Regions from separate parts of the Gossypium hirsutum genome. Here region 2 is linked to region 1. The links are chromatin contacts, called in public Hi-C maps. All regions are on one chromosome and are shown on one strand. Each heading gives the region's core, a stretch centred on a gene start, on an enhancer-like site or on the middle of the called end of the contact. The rest is flanking DNA. Distances are from core to core; before and after follow the strand shown.

What was found. Hi-C and Micro-C count contacts between places; a contact is called where the count stands out from the background.
Region 2: a Hi-C map of leaf shows a contact between it and region 1, with 2.7 times the contacts expected there. The contact joins the enhancer-like site here to the promoter of LOC107917412 in region 1. A contact is called at or near these places in 13 of 34 Hi-C or Micro-C datasets (anther, callus, fibers and 2 more).

What each region holds. Positions count from the first base shown.
Region 1 is chrD08:5,306,530-5,313,739 of Gossypium_hirsutum_v2.1, reverse strand. It overlaps LOC107917412 (cysteine-tryptophan domain-containing zinc finger protein 3), which reads left to right and starts at 2,531. Exons shown (of 14, transcript XM_016846767.2): 1 at 2,531-3,152; 2 at 5,114-5,186; 3 at 5,298-5,428; 4 at 5,565-5,915; 5 at 6,053-7,210. The coding sequence starts at 2,979.
Region 2 is chrD08:5,456,869-5,464,078 of Gossypium_hirsutum_v2.1, reverse strand. No RefSeq gene overlaps it. Among protein-coding and RNA genes, the nearest start is that of LOC107953202, 6.0 kb to the right of the region's middle. Within about 2 kb of position 3,203, at least 5 of the 9 cell types and tissues checked have an H3K27ac peak or open chromatin away from gene starts, as enhancers often do. A contact at or near this core is called in hypocotyl and leaf, where this site is marked.

The DNA.
Region 1 (7,210 bases), core at 1,282-3,781:
TTTTTCCAAATAGTTAACCACCCCACTTTAATATATTCCAACCCCCATACTCAATCACATCACCCACATTTTCACCCATTTACCTTAATTAATTTATCAAATATCAACATGTCCCAAACCTTAGCCAACTAAACCCATTTTCAGCTTTAGGCCGAAATTAGCCTCGTCAAAACCCGTGAGTTACGAACCCGAGCCATTTAACTCCTAAAATTCCAGTACTTATTACTTCTCCGGATTAAGAGTATGATTTTGTCAGCTCATAAAGTCAGATCAACACTAAGTCAAAAAAGACGTCGTTTGATTTAGTGTGATTAGACGTACAGTTGGAATTCCGAAAAGAACGTTTCTAATCGGTTTTCTGTGAACACATTGGCGTGCCAAGGGGAGATTGCTGTTTGGTTCCGTCAAGGGAAGTAGTAACCGAATTTAAATGTCCCACGCAGTTGAGGGCATTGGTTCGAGCTAGGCTCTTCTAGAACGCAAAACTGCCGGAGTTCTAAATCACGAATGTTTCATGGTTGTTCGATCGGTAAGAGTTAGTTATTAGACGTTCCATAACTAATTTACACAAGGAAGAGTTGGTGTCCGAGGCATCCTTGGTAGCTATAACTAGCTTATTGGAGAAGAGGAGTTCATTTAATTTCGAGGATCGGTTCAAAGACGAGGGAAAATCGTGCCTAAGGCTGAGCTTATTTAAATTAATTCTCTTACATATTTTATTTAACTATTTTTATTATTTTGTCTTCAACTTTTACTTTTTACGCATTTTATTTATTTATTTCAGGTTCCAAGTTTTCGATTTTATCCTCCCCCAAACGTCTTGGGCACGACAGCTGCCCCGACATAAATCTGGTCAAGCGAGCAACAGTTTACAATAAACCAGTCTCTGAGGGATCGGCCCTACTCTCTATACTGCATAATTTGCAAACTAAGGCGTAGGTTTATGTTGGTGGATTCGACACCCATCATCCATGTCGCTCTTGATCACCTCTTTTGGTTCCTTTCGATGCCACTTACTTACAGTTTTCGATTCCCTCCTTGGTGCCGCTTTTAAAGAAATATCCCAACCAAATTCAACTTATTGAGATCTCAACGAAATACGGAGAGGACAGCAACTTTCGTCGTGCCCTAGATGGCCACACAGAAAACAAAATAGAGAAAGTCTTTTCATATTGAAAAGTAGCGTAAGTTGACTTATCTTTGCCATACACTATTCGTTTCTTTCTTTTTAAGGGGCTTCGGACATCCAAACATACTTTGATGTGCATGATCTTCCGTAAACCCTTTATTAGAATCTTTGTATCATAATCCAAAAGTTCCCCAATAAAGTTGCCCAATTGTCTTGCCATGCCTTCCGACATTGAACCCAATGGTAAATCATGTATTTGCACAAAAAAGTTGTGTAATGTAAGGGGAACAAGTAACGGATCCTCCCCTCTCATTAATTTATGAAATATTATTAGGTGTCGATTAAAGAACAAATGAATACCATTGATCAACCTTTTTAAATAAACTTTATTGTAGAATCGAAATAGAATATGTTTTTCCTCAATCTCTGATATGGTAACCTTTTCAATAGGATGCCACAATTCAGACAGAACATTTCTTAAGGATGGGAAGTGGATTGAACTATCTGTTAGCACTAGAGGTGCTCATGGGCCGGGCGGCCCGGCCCGGCCCGACGGCCCGCTCGAAATATGAGAGGGTTTGAATAAAAATATAGGCCCGAAATATGGGCTTGGGCAAAAAAATGAGGCCCGTTTAGAAAACAGGCTGGGCCTCGGGCACCACTTTTTTGGCCCGGGCCCGGCTCGATATAATAAATATATTTATTTTTAAATTTTTTTTAAATTTTAAAATATTTTTAAAATACTTTTTAAAATAATTTTTTTTAATTTTTAAAATAAATTTTTAGTATTTATTAAAAAAATAGGCCGGGTCGGGCCGGGCCTGAGCTTATGATTTTTTCCCGGGCCGGGCCTGGATAAAATTTCAGGCTCATATTTCAAGCCGGGCCAGGCCCAGGACTAGGACCCGGGCCGAATATTTTTATGGGCTCGACCCGAACCCGGCCCGGCCAATGAGCACCTCTAGTTAGCACCTTGCCTACTAAGCAGAGCCTGAAGTCATCGTCTCCTTCGTCAATCTCCTCTTATCCTGAAATAGGGTCGTCTTCCAAATCGTCTAAATTTAGATTAACAGAGAAAACCTAATCCAAAGAAAGGCTAACTTATGTTAATTGCAAATAATTAATAACTTACAAATATATTTAATGTTTTAAAAATTGAAGCAATGATTTAGATTTTCTTTTTACAACTTTTAAATAGTTGGTTCAAATTTTTTTGTTTAAATAATTATATTGATCCGTTTTTAATCCAATTAACCAATTTAATCGGATTTCAAGATCAACCACCACAATATTTTTTTTAATATTCAAATAAAAAACCTAAAATATACAACTTGAAAAGTAAAAATACTTAGAAATGATCAAAACAAAAAACGACGAAGAAGGAGAGAAGAGAAATAAAAATAAATAAACAAGCAAATAAAAGGCGGCTTCTTTGACACCAAAACCAGAGAGAGTTTCTCTTTCTCTCTCTCATTTTCTTACGTGCTAATTGATTCCAGCTAAAAGAGATCGCATCGAAAAAAAAGAACCAAAAAATTTCCCTACGAAACAATAAAATTCGAGGAGATCCTTGAGTTTAAATCGCTTTATTATTCTTTTCGGAAATTGAACCATTCTAAAATTTTGATTAGGTGTTTGAATTTGTGATCGAGTTTTTTGTTTTTATTTTTTATGGAAATTAGGGTAGAAGAGCCCCTTTCCTCATGGTGGGTTTTAGGGAGTTGTTCAAAATGGTAGGGAAAAAGACTCGTGGGATTCGAATAATAGAAAACTACGTTTGAGAATTTGATAATTCAGGTCAGATTTACTCTCCTTTTTTCTTAAAAAAAATGTTCTCTCTTTTTTTTGAATGATTTCGTTAGGGTGTAACGATACGAGGAAGGGGCTAGGATTAGGTTTTGGTGCAAGAGAAATGGAAGAGACTGAGCTTGAAGAAGGAGAGGCCTGTTCAAATAATGACAATGACGATGCTTATGATGACACATTCGGCCCCAAGAATGATCTATCTTCTCTCTCTTACATTGTAAGCAAACTTGGTGCTTCTTATTTCCTCTGATCTGCAAAAAGCTGGCTTTCATTTAAAAAAAAAAAAATTCTATGTTCATTTATATTGTTTTGACTCGTTTTTATTTCTTCATTTGTATTATAATTTCAGTTTAAATGTTTTTACCGTTTGTGTTACTTTCTTTATAACTTATGATTGGCTTTTAATTTTTTATTCCAATATTGCTAGTTTTGTGTGGTTTATGATGTACGTATCTAAAGAATTTAGCTTTTAAGAGGTTTAATTAGGTGAATAGAATTGTTTTCTACTACATGTGTAACGTGGTCATAAATGAAGGGTTTTGTTTAGTGTGTATGTAGTGGTGTATTCATAATTTTATGGTTTTCGAGTTGTTAGATGCGAGTTAGACACATGTTTACCGGAGAAGGCAATGCACATATATATATTTTTTGTTACAACTCACACACCTTTTGCAGGAGCAAACACTGGGTTCAATGCTCATAACTTTGCTTCCTTGTATAATTATGGTAATCTTGAATGTAACATTCATAATTGGAAGTTAGCTAAGTGAGATTCAAGTGACATTCTTTTCACTTTTGTTTTGATGTAAGGTTGGTGATGTTTTATTGTGGTAATGTTGAATATAACCTTGGGGATTTTGTAATTGGAAGTTAGAGAGTAAGATTCATGTGCATTAGTTACCTTATATAGTCTCCTTGTCTTATTAATTCTTTTAGATGATAATCATAATCAAGCATCTAATTAAGGGAAGATAATTTTTTTGTGCAATGTGTCTAGCATGATCATAAATAATTATTTTTGTTTTTGGTAGTGGTGCATGAATGGTTTTAGGGTTTTTGAATTGTTGGATGTGAGTTGGACACATGTTTAATGGGGAAGGAATTGATTGTAACTTTTTTCCATGTAAGGTTGGTGATGCTTAATTATGGTAATTTTGAAATTAACATTCGTAATTGGAAGTTAGCAGCTCTATAACTCAGACTCACCAAAATGGGAGTCACACATGTGTTGGCATGACACCACATGGCACTGGCAGATCTTGCCACTAAGTTTTGGGGGATTAATTGAGAATTTTCAAAAATTTTGACGAGCATAATTAAAACTTTCAAAATTTTAGAGGCTTAATGAGAATTTACAAAAAAAAAAACTGAAGGGGTCTAGTTAAAATTTTTAGAACTTTTGGAAGGCTTAATTAGAACTTTTAAATATTTTTGGGGCCTAATTAAAATTTTCAAAAAAATTTGGCCCCCCTGGCTCCTATGACCATCCGCACCTACAACATGGACAAGGGTGCGGGATATGTGTCCAATTCTTTAATCATTAAGATTAAGGCTAAGGCTCAATTAAAAATAAATGGCTCAAACAAGAATATTAGTCTAACCAGTTTTCCCTTACAACAATCATACCTAAAAAAATAGACAACATATCAATATGGTCTTCATCCATTATAATATTCACCTAAATTGAAATTAACTATCAAAATCAAACAAATAATTCATGCAAATTATATTTGTGTAAATGTATATATTATATTAAAGTAAATGTAAAACGACTCCTCACACCTGTATCTTTCTCTCGTACCCTTTTATGGTGAATCAAGTGTCTTAAGCTTTAAGGCAATTGACGAGTCTGAGCAACATAGGTTAGCAGAGTAAAATTCAAGTGGCATTTCTTGAATGTTCGCTTCAATGTAAGGTTGGTGATGTTTTATTATGGTAAATTATGGGAATTTCTTAACTGGAAGTTAGGAGAGTAAGATTCAAGCTCATTAGTTAGCTTGTAGATCTCATTGTAGTATAAATGCTTTTAGAGGATTAGCTTCTAAGAGCTAGTGTAATGGTGTAGGATTATATGTATATAGGCCTCTCTCTTATAACTTTTCTGATGTTTGTTCTTAGTTTCTCTCCATGTGTTTATGATCTTTTTAGTGATGTGTGGCTCCTGTAATGTTTTTTAAGGACGAGAAAATTCAACATATTCTTGGACATTTTCAAAAGGATTTTGAAGGTGGAGTATCTGCAGAAAACCTGGGTAAGCTGGAAGAAAAAGAGAACCGTTGTTCTTTATGTCAAGAGTCAATATGTTGGAATTCATAGTTTGTAATTGATGAATTCCGGATTTTGATTCTTGGCATTTGTACAGGGGCAAAATTTGGTGGGTATGGATCATTCTTACCTACTTATCAACGTTCTCCTGGCCGGTCTCATCCGACGAGTTCACCGAAATTTCAGAATTGCAATGCACCTAGATTTCCTAACACGATACAATTGGAGGTAAAAGTTTCTTTATTTCTCTTTTCCTCACTTGAAAGTATGGTTCAATTTGTATAAGGGAGGAATCTTTTGCAGGATGTTGGTTGATTTGAGAAGTCCAAGTTAAAGTGAGCACTTTGTTTGTTTTGTTATATAGGATGGTCGTCATCCTACAAATTTTGGAACCTTCCATGCTTTAAAGGCATCATATGCGAATGATTCAATTAAGCAAGAGGTCAGCTTAACATCTACTCATGCTCATGAGCTTGCCACCAGGTGTGAATATGCGGACAAGAAAGTTTCCAATCTGCCAGACCAGAAAACATTGAAGCTACGAATCAAAATGGGTTCAGACAACTTTTTGACACAAAAAAATGCTGCAATCTACAGTGGTCTTGGCCTTGATGTCTCACCATCTTCCTCCTTAGATGAGAGCCCTTCTGAAAGTGAAGGGATGTATGGGGGCACTCAAGAGCCCTTATTTGAATCTCCAACCAGTATTCTTCAGGTAAATCCTCCATTTAATGTTTATTATTCTTCTCATTAAAGGAATGTTTTTCTTTATCTTTGATCTTATATTTTCTTACATTTGATATACCTAAAGTGATTGAAATATTTTCTTTTATTCTGAATGTATTTGAGCAGTTGATGACTTCCTTCCCGGTACCTGGGGAAGCACTATTGTCTCCTCTCTCTGATCATCTACTTAACTTGATTGTGAAGGAAAAAATCTTAAAAGAGAATATATCGAATTCTGGAAAGGGTGATGAAATATTATTAGGTGATGAGAAAGCAAATTCAGACTCAGTGGAGAAAAAGGATTTTCTGGTGGAAAGGAACGGTGGCAGTAAAAGGGAAATAAAGAATGGCAATGTTATCATGTCAAAGAAGGAAGTAGATATTGACGCATTGGCTTGTGAGGAGCTTGTTTCAAAAACATTAGAGCTTCCTCTTTTATCTAATCCATATTCTGCTGTTGGCAAGGTAAAAGATAATAGCATAGCAAGAAATAAAGGTGTACATCATGTAGCTGTGGAGGAGTCACTGGAGCCTATACTTACCCAAGATATTGGCTGGGAGAATCCAAGGGTTAATTCAGCTCAAAAGGTTCTGGAGGAACAAAAGACAAGTGTTCTAGATGATAATTCAGGTTGCACGAGAAAATATGAGTATATTAAAGCAGAAAACACTTATAATTTTGTTAAAGCTGAGTCTAATGTTCCTAAAGGTAGCAAAGCTCTAAATAGTGAAGCGGTAGATCCTCTTAGGAAGAAGAGCAACCTGAAAGCTACATTGCAGGAACAAAACAATCTGAAGTTGCCTTCTGCCAAGGAGCAAACCTTCTCTGGTGGAAAAAATAAATCAAAAAGCAGTCATGGTCAAGGCAGTCTAGCTGCCGAGGTACCAAAAGATAGCTTGAGGGTTGGTTCTTCTTTGACGCTGAAAAATAAGCAGACTGCTCATGTGAACAATAATACAAACAAAAAGGACTTGGGAGACCAAAAATTAGAAAGACCTTTTCAAAAGGCTGAAGATAGGGATAGAGATTTTTTTGGAGATGTTGGAGAATCAGAACATGAAGAGAACCTAACAAGTTCTTTAGAAATTCGTTCTAAAGATCGACTGAAGGAAGATGATATGATTGGAAAAAACACATTAGCCATTAATAGTTCACATAATGGCAGACGAAGTGGTAAGAAAAGAGAGGATTTACTGGCAAGCAAATCATTCCCTGGAGCAACATTGGATGGTGCTTCTAACTCTGGCTGTGTGAACACTGTTGGAGCTTCCCCTGGAACTGCA
Region 2 (7,210 bases), core at 1,954-4,453, 150 kb before region 1:
GGTAAGCCCGATATTGTCCAAGGATGAGTGTTTATCCCACAATAAGTGTAATAGAAATTTCTAGGCTCTTCCCTCAACCCTATTAAAATTTAGCCCAAATGATCGTTATCACCGTAGAGCACATGTAACCATGATTGCCTCCTAGAAACCACACCTAATGCCTCAACAACTTCTTTTGTATCACCCTGTCTTTACCCATTAGGGTTGCGACCTTTCAAACAATATAAGAATATGCTCCTTACAATTATAGCGTCCTCAATAATTAAGGAATTACTAACGTTAAGCCTTCTCAGCTAGGCCTCACCTCCAACCGTCCTAACAGTTCGCTGGAAAGAACACATATCTCTATTAAGGGTAGACCACTCTGTAGGAAACCCAAACCCATCGACAAACTTGTAATTTACCCTGATGTACTTACTCCAGTTCAACTGAAGGTTTGGGCATCAGTTCGTAATTATACTTGGGCCTTTCCCACAATGGAGAGAAATAATAAAAACCTACTGAATTCACTAGAATTTGAGCCTTTAATAGGTACAATTTTGGAATATTGCAAGTTGTGGTGCTTTGTTGCAATAACAATAATCAATAATGTAGGCCATTGCAATCCATCATGAAATCTCACAAAGTTGACCAAGGGCAATTTGGTAATCATCAAGTAGATGGCAAAAGAAGGGGTTCAAATGCAAATGAAACCTAGCCTCCAATGCGTGGAAATGAAGTAGAAAACTACCATTGCTGGTATCGCTGAATCGGTGCGAACCTTTAGGGATGGAGAATTCGTAGGCAAAATTGAGAATTTTGATTCCTCGCGCATGTAGAGCTCGAAGCATTTCTTCATGCTTTGTAGTGAAATGGACAAAATTGGCCTAAACAAGAGCTTTAGAAAGATGTTCCCGCGGTGGATAGTGCGGAACTATTTGGCCATGGGCCCCCTCTCATCCTCAACATGTTTTTGGCATAAAGAAAAAAAGAAGGATGGAAGAAATTTAAAACCTAAAGTGAGGGATTCTTGAGATTTACCTTGAAGAAGAACTTCAATCGATTCCAATTATGAAGATACTAATAGCGTGAGTTCTAGGGTTTTAGGAAACCCCCTTTTAAAGAAGTCTTTTCCCCCCACTTTTAGACGGTTCATATGACAAAGGTAGATCAACGACCCAGATACGAGTAGATGGAAACGGTTCAACTTTCAACGATCATATACATGCACATGAAACTCACTCACGCACGTGACAAGACAATCACTATGCATCACAGCTCGCAGCGTACATAAGAAACTTCATGTGAACTTGATGTGATGGATCTAAGAAGCACCACTTTGTAACCCTCCTTAAACCCACTAGGGGGACTATTGTTATATACTAGATATCACTAACTTGAGCCATTGATAGGATCCGGGTCACTTTCCCGTAACCCAGATAGGCTCCACTAAACGATTGAGCGTGAAAGGAACCACAAGAGGATAGCAAGGCGAGGTCGCGGACCCAGCTCACGAATCCAACTTGCACGAACCAAGGAAAGGCAACGATCTCAGTTCGCATATGCCCTATGGGTTCGCAAAAAGGACCACACTCTCCACAGGCAACCCAGACACGTGTCCAGCATGCTGGAGTTCGTAAAGAATGTCAATACTAGGAACAATGGAGTCAAGATAAAGCAGTGGAGGTCATATCATGAGCTGTAATAACATGTATAAATACCCGAAGGCTCCCATCAATAAAACACAAGAAAAATATTACTCAACAACTATAATGTTTTTGTGAAACGTTTGGAAATCTAAAGTTCTGTGTTTTGGTTTTAAAATTTATAAAGATTTTCTTTCAACCAAAGGTTTTTAAAATATTTTTAAGTTTAGAGATTTATAATACTTTCATTGTAGAAAAAAAAAACTTTAGATTTGGCTTTGGAGTTAAATAGAAAAGAATTTAATTTTATTTATAATATTTTATACCCATCATTCAGTAACCAAAATATGAAAAAGAATTAAAAAAATAGAATCAACATGACGTGAATAAACAAACATGTTAATATTTACATAAAAATAAATTACTGACATTAAAATTTATATATAATAAACTGAATTGAAGCATAAAATAAACAATAATAATTGAATTGAAAAATAAAACACATATATTTTTAATATATATGGGATAAATTCCTTGTGGAAAATTCAATGGCATTCGTAACAATGGTGACAAGAAAAGCAGACCACTCAAACACAAGTGATAGTTATAGAGATGCCTCTTGACTTTTGCGTCAACCCTCCAGCCCTTTCCCTATACCCTTTCTCAACTGCTGCAAATTGTTACTCTATCAGATGATTACTAACTTATTCGTGGAAAATGTGGAAAATCTCATCCACATAAAATTCTGGTGGTTCAGAAAACAATTAAAAAACTTATATAATGATAAATATAAAAAAACATTTGAGAAGATTTGATTTTGTAATATTAGGAAATTGTGTAAATTTTTAAAAATTTCAATTGTGGCTTGATTTTGATTTCGATCATCGATGAAAATTAAAATGTATAGTTGAATTTAAGAGAGCAAAACTATAAATAGAAGATTTTTCCCTCACTTATAAAGATATCATTGTATCAAGAAAAAATGTTGATGTCATCAACATTATACGTGACATCTGAAGTGGCGTTTTAGTTGACAAAAACGAAATAAAAATGTCAAATTTAACTGCCACATCATCTTGACCGTTAAAAATTAACAGTCAACATCAGTCAATGGATCATTTTATTGAGTTTTAATAGTTCAAGTATCTAATTGAGTGTAAAAATAAAGTTTAATTGCTCTTTTTTTCTTTTTAAGTTCAAGGACTTTTTACACCTTTAAACTTATATAATATGATTAATATATTTTATATAAAATTTAAACATTTTATTAAAATAATATCTTAACTAAATTTATTATTTTTATTCATTTAAAAATAGAATTAATTGTGCTAAAATTTGAAACAAATTGCTATAAAGAACTAATTTACTAAAAAGTATATTGTATTATAAAACGACGTATGGGATATAAAAAAAAATTCAATACATATGGGACAAATTCCTTGTGGAAAATTCAATGACATTCGTAGCAACAGTTTGCCAAGTGGGTTTTGAATGTGGAAAATTCAAGCATCCCAAAGGAGAAAAGCAGACCACTCAACACAAGTGGCCATTATGGGGCTGTCTCTTGATTTTGGGGTCAAGCCTCCAGCCCTCTTGCTATGCCCTTACTACAGGTTTCTTGACTGCTTCAAATTATTGCTATATCACTATTGTCGGGGGGATCGACTCTTGAAATCTTTAAAAGGTTTTCTGTCCGATAATCAATGGATTTCTTTAATAATAAAATATTGACCCTCAATAGGATTTTTTATTTTTAAATATTTTTTATTATTTAATTAAAACATATACCTTTAATCTTTATGCGCACGAACTTCTCCACCTTATTCCCGCTCAAGTCAAGTTACTCTAAGTTGCTAAAATTATCTAATAATTTTATAAAATAGATAAATTAAATTTAAAATTTAATCACCTAGAATAAATGCAATAACTTAATAAGTAATTTGTTTCTTTAAATATATTAATTTTAATATATAAACATTAGCATCATCATTTAAATTATTCAAGAGATAATATATAAATTTTATACTCTTTTTTAAATTAAAATATATTTCTCCATGATGTTATGATTATAAGTTATGACTTTATATTCTATTATGAACAATAATCACAAATTTAATTTCTATGTTAATATCATAATAATTTTATTTAATTATTTTAAACTGTAGCATACGCGAAGAAATATTCTAGTTTAATTATAGTGGTTCTGAAATATTTAGGAGTTTAAATGAACAAATTGTTTGAACTGTTCATGAACCATTCATATAGCGTTCGTTTATGTCCGTTTACTAAGTTAAATAAATGAGTATGAAAAAATTTTTATGGTACTGAAGAAGGAAAAATTGGGTGCGAAAATGGACAATGAGAACAGGGTTTTTTTCTTTGGTGAAAATGGTGTAGATAGTGTTAGAGTAATAGAAAGGAAATTAGTAGTTAAGCCAGCTGTTAATAAAGTAGTTAGTTGTTGAGTAAACAGTTAGTTAGTTGAAGAAGTTACTCCCTATCAATACTGTATAAATACATGTGCTGAGCTTAATGATAAGTAAGTAAAAAAGAGTATTCATCAGATATAGTTCTTTGTATATTTTAACATGGAACTGTTGATCATGGGTTATTTCTTTCCAAAGGATTGTTCAAGCCAGTTTGCTACTCAGATGCTGATTGGGCCTCTTCTATTGAAGATCGTCGCTCTACCACAGGCTATGTTATCTATCTTGGAACAACTCCAATAGCTTGGTGCTCCAAAAAGCAGCCTGTTGTGTCCCGATCATCTACAGAGGCTGAATATAGGAGTCTTGCAAACTGTGTCTCTGAGTTGTTATGGGTTCGACAAATACTGGATGAGATAGGGATTTGCATGGACCATGCACCCACAGTCTGGTGCGATAACACATCCACAGTGTCTCTGTCAGCCAACCCTATGCATCATGCAAGGGTGAAACATATGGAGATTGATCATCACTTCGTGCGAGAGAAGGTAACAGATGGGTCGTTACAGGTCAATTTTGTACCTTCTACTAATCAGATTGCTGACGGGCTTACAAAACCTATAGCCCCCAAGAAGTTTGCAGATTTTCGACGTGCTCTTCGAGTTACAACAAAAGATGAGTTGGTTGAATTAAAAGACATAAAAAGACCAGGAGAATGTTAGAGTAATAGAAAGGAAATTAGTAGTTAAGCCAGCTGTTAATAAAGTAGTTAGTTGTTGAGTAAACAGTTGGTTAGTTGAAGAAGTTACTCCCTATCAATACTGTATAAATACATGTGCTGAGCTTAATGATAAGTAAGTAAAAAAGAGTATTCATCAGATATAGTTCTTTGTATATTTTAACAGATAGGTCAAATTTTGGTGTGTTTACCACCAAAAACGATTTCTAATGAAAGAAGCCACTGGATAAAGCATTGGAAAAGCAAATAACACCCACAGTTGATCTAACAATGGAAATGGAAGGAATTGTCAGGGTCATTGAGCAAGACCTAGAGCTTTATGTGATGAGAATATGGTTTCGTCCGTTGTGGATGCAATAGATGATTAAGTTAATGTTGAAGATGAGGTAAGTTTTTTATTAGTATTGGTTTTGGGATTTTTTATTGGTTTATTGCTATTATATTATGGATATGAAACTATTTTTTTGGAACTGTCAGGGAGTCGGACACCTCCGGTTCCACAAATTTTGTAAACAAATATAGAAGGGAGTTTTGCACAGATGTGATATGTCTTTTTAAGATGAGAATTAGCAAAGATAAGGCTGATAGAGTTATTGCAAGAATTGGGTTTCCTAACTCATTTCCAGTTGAGGCTGAAGGTTATGTTAGGGGAATTTGGGTTTTTGGAATGATAATGTCTTCATTGATGTTTTAGAGTTGCATCCTCAATTGATCCACATGAAAATTCGCAATAGGCAGGATTCAACTAGTTTCTTATGTATGGTTGTGCATGCTAGCCCACAGCCGGCAAAAAGACAACATCTTTGGAGTATTTTGGACTCGATGGCAGAATCAGTTGTTGGATCGTGAGTTATTGCCAAGGATTTCAACTCTATCTTAAAGGGTTCAAACAAAATGGGTGGCGCAAATGTCATATGAATTGGATGTTGTGATTCCAATATTTTATTTTTGACAATGGACTTCGAGATTTAGGTTTTTTTACCTCAATTTATGTGGAGTAGAAGTCACTTATCACAACGTTTAGACAGGGCTGTGTGTAATTCAGAGTGGGAGTTGTTTGCACCTAATTATGTAGTCTGTCACTTACATCGCCTAAAATTTGATCACAGGCCAATTTTAGTCTCACTTTGCGTATTACATGAGAGAAGCCACCGCCCTTTTCGCTGTTTAGCCAATTGGATGATGCATGCAGAGTTTAATGATCTTGTTAAGGGGGTGTTGGAAGAATAATACAGAGGTGACTGAGAATTTGGATAATTTTTAGAAAGTTGTCCAAGATTGGAACAAACGCTTCTATGGTAACATTTTTCTGTGTAAACATAATTTAATTTCAGAGGTGACCACCTCCAGACGTACTAATGCTTAGAGTAGAAATCCTACACAAAATATGTTAAATAGGCACTATCTGTAAGTATATGGGTCAAGTTGTAATATAGTTAAAATAAAGTAAGTGAGTACTCCGAGGATCGTATCCAAGGGAAACGAGCACTAAATTAATCCTAACCCAAGCACAAATAGAGCTAATTAGTACTTTAAAAAAATTATATTATGACTAAATATAAAGAGAGAGTTTTTAATAACTAAAGAAATAAAATAATATAAATAGAAAAAAACTTTGGGAAATTTGCTATAGAAGCTTAATCAGATCTAAACATGGGTGACTAGCTCGCTTCGATAATCATAACTAACTGTTGCTTCAAGTTGTTTATTCAATCAACTAGTCATTACCCTATTAGGATCTCTCAATCTTCTACTAGAATAATGAGTCAGCAAGAACTGCTTATCTCTCAACCTCACAGTCCAGATTGGTTTGGGGTAAAGATGTCCACGGATAAGTTATATCAATTTTGGGTTAATTCTCACCTAAATGACTTTCTAAGGTCGTCAAGCCTAGGGTTTAAATTCTTATTTTCCCAAACAATTGATCCATTAAGAAAACCTTGCACAACAATCAATTAATCAAACCTCAATTCACTAATCCCCCACAAGAGGATTAGTTCATCATGGATCTAAAAAACATAATAAACTAGATACAAAAGATGAACATGAATAGTAAATCAATATACGAAAGTTTAAGAGAATCTTGAATTGTATTTAATTGAAGCACGAAATCCACCAAAAGTTGATTGAGTTCTAAAAATTAGATCTCCCGACAAATGCACAACTAAAAATAACCTAAAGCCTAAGAAAAAAGAAAAACTAAAAACTGAAACTATAAAGAAAATTATACAGTATGAAAAGTTCTCCATAACAAGTGTTAAATGAGTTTATTTATAGAGTTAGGGTTATCATCATCCTCAATCCTAGGTCAGTTGATGCTCTCGTGTTTAATATTTGATTCTGCATATTAAAACGTCCCTAGCTCGTAAATATTTCTCATACAGGATCGGTGTCACGACACCTAAGTGTCTGTATCGCGA